Regions from separate parts of the Mus musculus genome. Here region 1 is linked to region 2. Evidence: chromatin contacts called from public Hi-C data. All regions are on one chromosome and are shown on one strand. The core of a region is the stretch at or near the end of the contact, and the rest is flanking DNA. Distances in the headings are between cores, read along the strand shown.

Evidence for each region. Hi-C and Micro-C count contacts between places; a contact is called where the count stands out from the background.
Region 1: a contact with region 2 is called in a Hi-C map of the N1E-115 cell line, with 4 times the contacts expected there. The contact joins two enhancer-like sites. A contact is called at or near these places in 1 of 15 datasets of contacts at CTCF or cohesin (pro-B cells), 2 of 484 Hi-C or Micro-C datasets (the N1E-115 cell line and large pre-B cells) and 1 of 9 other capture datasets (embryonic stem cells).

Annotation. Positions count from the first base shown.
Region 1 is chr17:63,314,771-63,317,470 of GRCm38.p6, forward strand. All of the region lies in intron 6 of Fbxl17 (F-box and leucine-rich repeat protein 17), which reads right to left. Among named protein-coding and RNA genes, the nearest start is that of 4930405O22Rik, 3.1 kb to the left of the region's middle. Within about 2 kb of position 1,426, at least 12 of the 459 cell types and tissues checked have an H3K27ac peak or open chromatin away from gene starts, as enhancers often do. A contact at or near this core is called in the N1E-115 cell line, where this site is marked.
Region 2 is chr17:62,996,458-62,999,157 of GRCm38.p6, forward strand. No RefSeq gene overlaps it. Among named protein-coding and RNA genes, the nearest start is that of Gm34230, 28 kb to the right of the region's middle. Within about 2 kb of position 1,259, at least 6 of the 459 cell types and tissues checked have an H3K27ac peak or open chromatin away from gene starts, as enhancers often do. A contact at or near this core is called in the N1E-115 cell line, where this site is marked.

The sequences.
Region 1 (2,700 bases), core at 176-2,675, 320 kb after region 2:
GGGTGACTGGGACTTCAGTACAAAAGTTTATTTTATCATCACATGCCCCAAGTGTCCTGTCTTCTACTCAGGTAAAGTGACTGGTGCAGTGTGAGGAATGCTAAGCTCCTCCTATTTCTACCTCACTGTTAAGAACTTGTGGGCAGCTCCATGCTGAAGAAATAAGACACTCACCTGACTGTAGCTACTGACTGCTAAAGTTGTTTAACAGCCACAGTGTGCTCTGGTTAAAACCTAACCGTACGCTCTTACTCTCTGGCCTCTCTTGCCTCCTCTTGCCCTGCCCCCTCCCCATTCTCTTCCCCTTATTTTTCTTTATGTTCATAATAAGCCACTTTAGATCTACTTTAGATTATTTGGTAATAATTGGCATCAGACAAGAGGATACAATCAAAAGAAAATTGATGACTAGAACTCATTGCTGTGCCCGATGGAACTCGAGAGTGTTCAGAAAGAACAAAGACAAACTGCTGTGATACCTGTGATGTGTGCATGGTATAAAAATGGCCGAAGTAATGGACACAATGAGAACATCAAGTTGACCATCCCAAAGGGAAAACTGGTCAATGTGAGGTTCCATGAAGCGGGCCACACGAAGAAACCGAGGGAAGAACTGCCTCAGATGTGTTGCCTTCTGAAGACGGAGCATGTGTCTCCCTTCCAACTGAGAAATCTTTCATACTTAAGTGAAGTGATACCATGAAAACAAGGGTGTTTACAGGCACAAACAGGTGCGGCCAGCCTTACAAGCACATTGTATATCGGCATATGTGGACGGCAGGAGAGAGAGCCGGGGGCCTAGGTAGTGATGGTATACAATATTGAAGTGCCTAAGAATGTTCCAAATAGTAAACAAGTTATGTCCATTTAGAGACACAACACTTGCCAAGTGTAGAGTTGCTCCACTATTCTGTCATCCACGAATGTGAATTTATGGAATTTGATAGCTGTCTTATACAATCCTGGTTCATTCTCATGGGTAGCTGCCGAGCTCTGCTGGAGGAGATGAACAGAGCCATGGCCGGGTGCCATGGCAGTTTTATGCCTTCCAAGTGCAAAAGCACTCAGTGGCTCTACCTTCTGCCCTCAGCTCCCTCTGCCACTTCCCACAGGGCTTCCAAATTCTAGCTCCTGACACAGGCAACACAAGTCCTTCTCTGCCTCAGGCTTTTAACTCACAACTTGATTAGCTTCAAAGAACAATTAAGGGGCATCAGGCCAGTGCTCTCGCAGCTTCCTGTTCTCCACAGAAGCTGGATGCATAATCAGCCCATCGCCATCATGGAGCATGAGAACATCTCTTCTCCTCCAGGCTAATGCTTCCTGACAGGCCCTTACTCCTAAGCATACCCCCAGTTCCATCGCTCCCCAAATCTCCTCTTCTCCTTACACACTGAACTGTCAGTTTCACATCTCCATTGCCTCGGCCTCTGAACACCTTCAAGTCTCTCACACTCTAAAGAGTGAAGCAAAACAAAGCTAGGACTGTCGCCTATGCTAAGTGGCATAACGCCAAGGTTTAAGTGCCTCCCTGGCTCCCAAGAGTCATGGCTCTCTGATGCTTCTGGAACCGTCTTAAAATGGTCTCTTCCTTCGGTTTCACTTAACATGCCTCTCCCTGAAGCTCTGAAAACTCATTTTCTTCATTATGTCCACTTCCTGTACCCAGTCCTTATCAACGGTGCTTCTTAGGGGTGTATCCAGACACTCAGGCATCAGTCCTGAGAACACATCCAATCAAGGTACTAACAGTCTAACAGATGGATGAGTGGGTGGATGGATGGATGCTTAAATATATGTACACATGCATACATACTTTGTCTTAAAGTCTGGCTCAAATTTATCACTCAATTTCTATATCTACAGTTAAGTAGCAAGCAGATGCAAATTTAACGGTATACCTGTCCCCAGATCAAGATGGCTTCCCTCCTCATTCAGTGTGACAACTGCTTGGCTACACACATGAGAAACTACAGCTGTGTTTTCTGACTCCTATAGCAAATCACTAATTGTATCTTCTGCCCACCTGGTCAACTCCTTACTTCCAGGGTTCTCTATTTCTGACATAAATTTCAACGTTATCATCTCCTGCCTGGACAGTGTCCCCATATCCCTAAGCCCATATCCCTAAGCCCAACCCACTTCTCCCAGCTGCCTCTCCCTTGCTGGCTCTCCTCTGTTCAGCACTGTGTGCAGACCTACTGCTCTCCACCTCTGCTGTGTCTTCCCTTACCCTGTGTGCTCTTTAATAGTAAGTTCTGTTCTTCCATAGAGTGGACTCCCTCCCAGTCCATCTTCCAGAACACACCCTCTGTGGCACAGCAGGACAAACTTCAGGTCCCAGTCACAGTGTCTTCCCTGCTGAGTAAAAGTGCCTTGGGTTCCTCTGCCTGCTTGTTCCACCACACACAGACCTAGGAGCTTGGCAGGTTCCTTTAACATTTGCCAGAATGGTTAGACCTTGTAGACTTCCTGAAATTCTCCAAACATGACAAAAAAAGACTATGTGTGCTTTATGACGCCAGAATCTAAACCATATTCATGCCTCTGTAGGAGACAACCAATGTTTCTACTTAATAAAATTCAAATAAAGCACACAGAAATCTTTCTATCCAGTAACTGTCCCACACATCAACATGACTTCTACTTCTAAAACCAGACCCAGTCAAGTTTGCTCAACAAGTAATTTGAAGTTACGGA
Region 2 (2,700 bases), core at 9-2,508:
AAATTGTTACTTTTATAATTCAGGTATATGGATAAAATCAAGTTTTTCTTCTCAGATTTCTGTTCTCATAATAATAATGAAGCCTTTTTGACTGTGTACTCATCTAACATCTTTTTATTATGCCTTTCCAACACAATTGCTAGATTATGAAATATGCACACATGTACCTGCGTAGTGTGTGTCTAGTAAATTGTATGCTTTCTGTATAAATCTCGGGGATGAAAATTAGGAGTAAATAGAAATAGAAATTCTGATGTTATCTTATCTATATACCATCTAATATGGATCATCTGCAAGACTCCTCAAGGGACACACCTCCAGAGTGGGTATTGGTTTTTTTTTGTTTTTTTTTTTTTTCCTCCACATTGTAGCCACACACAGTTTCTTACTGCCACCCAATTCTGTATAAGCTTAGACTCAGTGCACTTCCCCGGGTCCTCACTATTATAACACTGCTGTATCAGCATTGTTCTTTAGACAATATAGTTCAATATGGTCATAGGCAAAAGAGTCAATATGAATGAAAAAGCACAAAGCAATGGACTGCTAAGCTATGTGTTCAGGGATTCAAGGCTATCAAGACATTAGATTAGGGTACATAGGAGGGCCCATAAAAAAGGAAGGGTTAGTGTTTCTCTTTAAGATGGAGACAAGTGGGTTTGAATGCAGAAGTATAAAGGGAACAAAGGCTGAGAAGGAGAAATAAGTGTGGCAAAAATTGTAGGGAGAACAAGGCCAACCCAACTGAAAGGCCCAATCCATGCCAGCCAGGAAGAACTTGGCCTCATTTCTCAGGGGCCACTAACATAATTCAGTATGGTTTCCTTCTAAACTCAGGCACCCCAGAGCTGGGTGTTGTCCACTCAGGCTTCATCTGTTGAGGCAACACACAAAACTCTACAGTTCTCCGGTGGTGGCAGCTCTCTGTAAACTGCATTCGATAGATTTCGGGCCTCTCGCTGGCTTTCAGGTCCTTCCGTACATAGTCGTCCATCCTAGGCTTTCTCTAGGCCAGGCTACATTGAGTAGTGGTGGTAGAGGAGACTCTTTGCTACAGTAAGCAACTTCTGTTTTCAAGCTCTGTGTTCATCCTAAACTATGAACTGTCTTCTCGCGTGCAGTTTTCGTTTAAAAAGTGGGGTAGTGGCTGAGATGAAAACAAGACTGCTCTGATACTTCTAGTTCTTGAGAACCTTCCCACTGCCGTGAGTGGGGAAGAGGAAAGATCACAGGGAACCAAGGGAGCTTGGGTGGTAGATGCTGTGGGAGGAAGCAAGCTCTAATGGAGTTAAAATTAATTGGCATGTGTGTGGTAAGAGGAAGACATGGAGGAACAGATGTTGAGGCAATTGCCAGAGCACAGGGATGAATTGCCTGTCTTTCTGCCAGGGCTCAATGCAAACTCCTGCGAGAAATGGTTTTGCTACCTCAAGGTCTTAACGGAACATTAGTCAGGGCTGCGGAGATGGGACTTTGGCCAAGGAGATGTCACTCTAAACCAGATTTCAGGAAGGCAATGACTGTGCAGGGCTCTGCTCCTCCATCAGACCAGCCGTTTCCAGATTCATTCTGGGTGCCCTTGCAACTGTCACGAAGGCTAAACCTGAGATCATGCAGGATGTAAAACAGATACTGCATCTCCTGACTGAATTCAGATACACCGCAAGGCCTGGGTATATGTGTAGCTCTGTTGATCAGAGCAATATTGCCTGTTGAAGCATAGGGCTTTTGTGCATGATCCCATATATCCATCCACCCAGCATTCAAGTGCTGAGTTTGGGACTATATTCCTGTGCACAGTACTCCCTGTGCTGGAGTGCAAGAGCATCCCTTGTCTACTGTGAGGAAGCATTCTTTGACAATAAAAACCAGATTCCTATTAGCAAAAGGCAGGAAGTGAGAGGTGGAAGTTCCCGGAGAGAGATAGGGACTCTGGGAGGTAGATTCAGAGGTGGGAAGATTCACCCTGGACTCCGAGGAAGTCAGACTCATGAAACCAAGGAGAGGTAACTAGCCTTGTGATGGACATAGAATAGTTAAAGTGGGTTAAATGAGTGATTAGCTTTTTGGGGAACAAGCTTAGCATAAGGCTATGAGCATTGTTAATAAAAATAAACCTCTGAGTTGTTGTTTGGGAACTGGGGCATGAGTGGGAAACCCCATTGCTACACTGGAGTCTGATCAATATGCAAATCAGATGGTATTTACCCTCATCAAGCCAGTAGTCCAGTATCTTTGGAGATTGACAAACAATGGGTATAATAAATCAACTATGTATTTTTCTGGGAGGGTTGCATCCTGATTCTAAGAAAAAGTGTGCTGGTGTAAAGGCGACAGGAGAGTGAAGGACGAGGTAAAATAGGTTAGGGTGAATCTCATCATTCAAGGCAGCGGCGATCATGTGAATTCCTTGGGAAGAGAATTCAAGATGGTGGGAATAGCCAGTGAAAAAAAGCAGAACTGAGAATTTCCTTCACAGACTGAGTGACTGAGTGACTTTGAAGCAAAGTCACTTTTCATTCTTACCCTCAGCCAGAACCAGGAGCTCCATGAACCAAATTCCTCTAGTTAAAAAACACGTTTGCCGAGAGTTTCCTAGGCTCTGGAATGCCAGGTAATTGCCAATGAGGTGTCAGTGGAAGACAAAGCTGTCTTTTTCTCCTATTGAATTGGTAGTCCTCAACCAATCGTGCTTAGAGA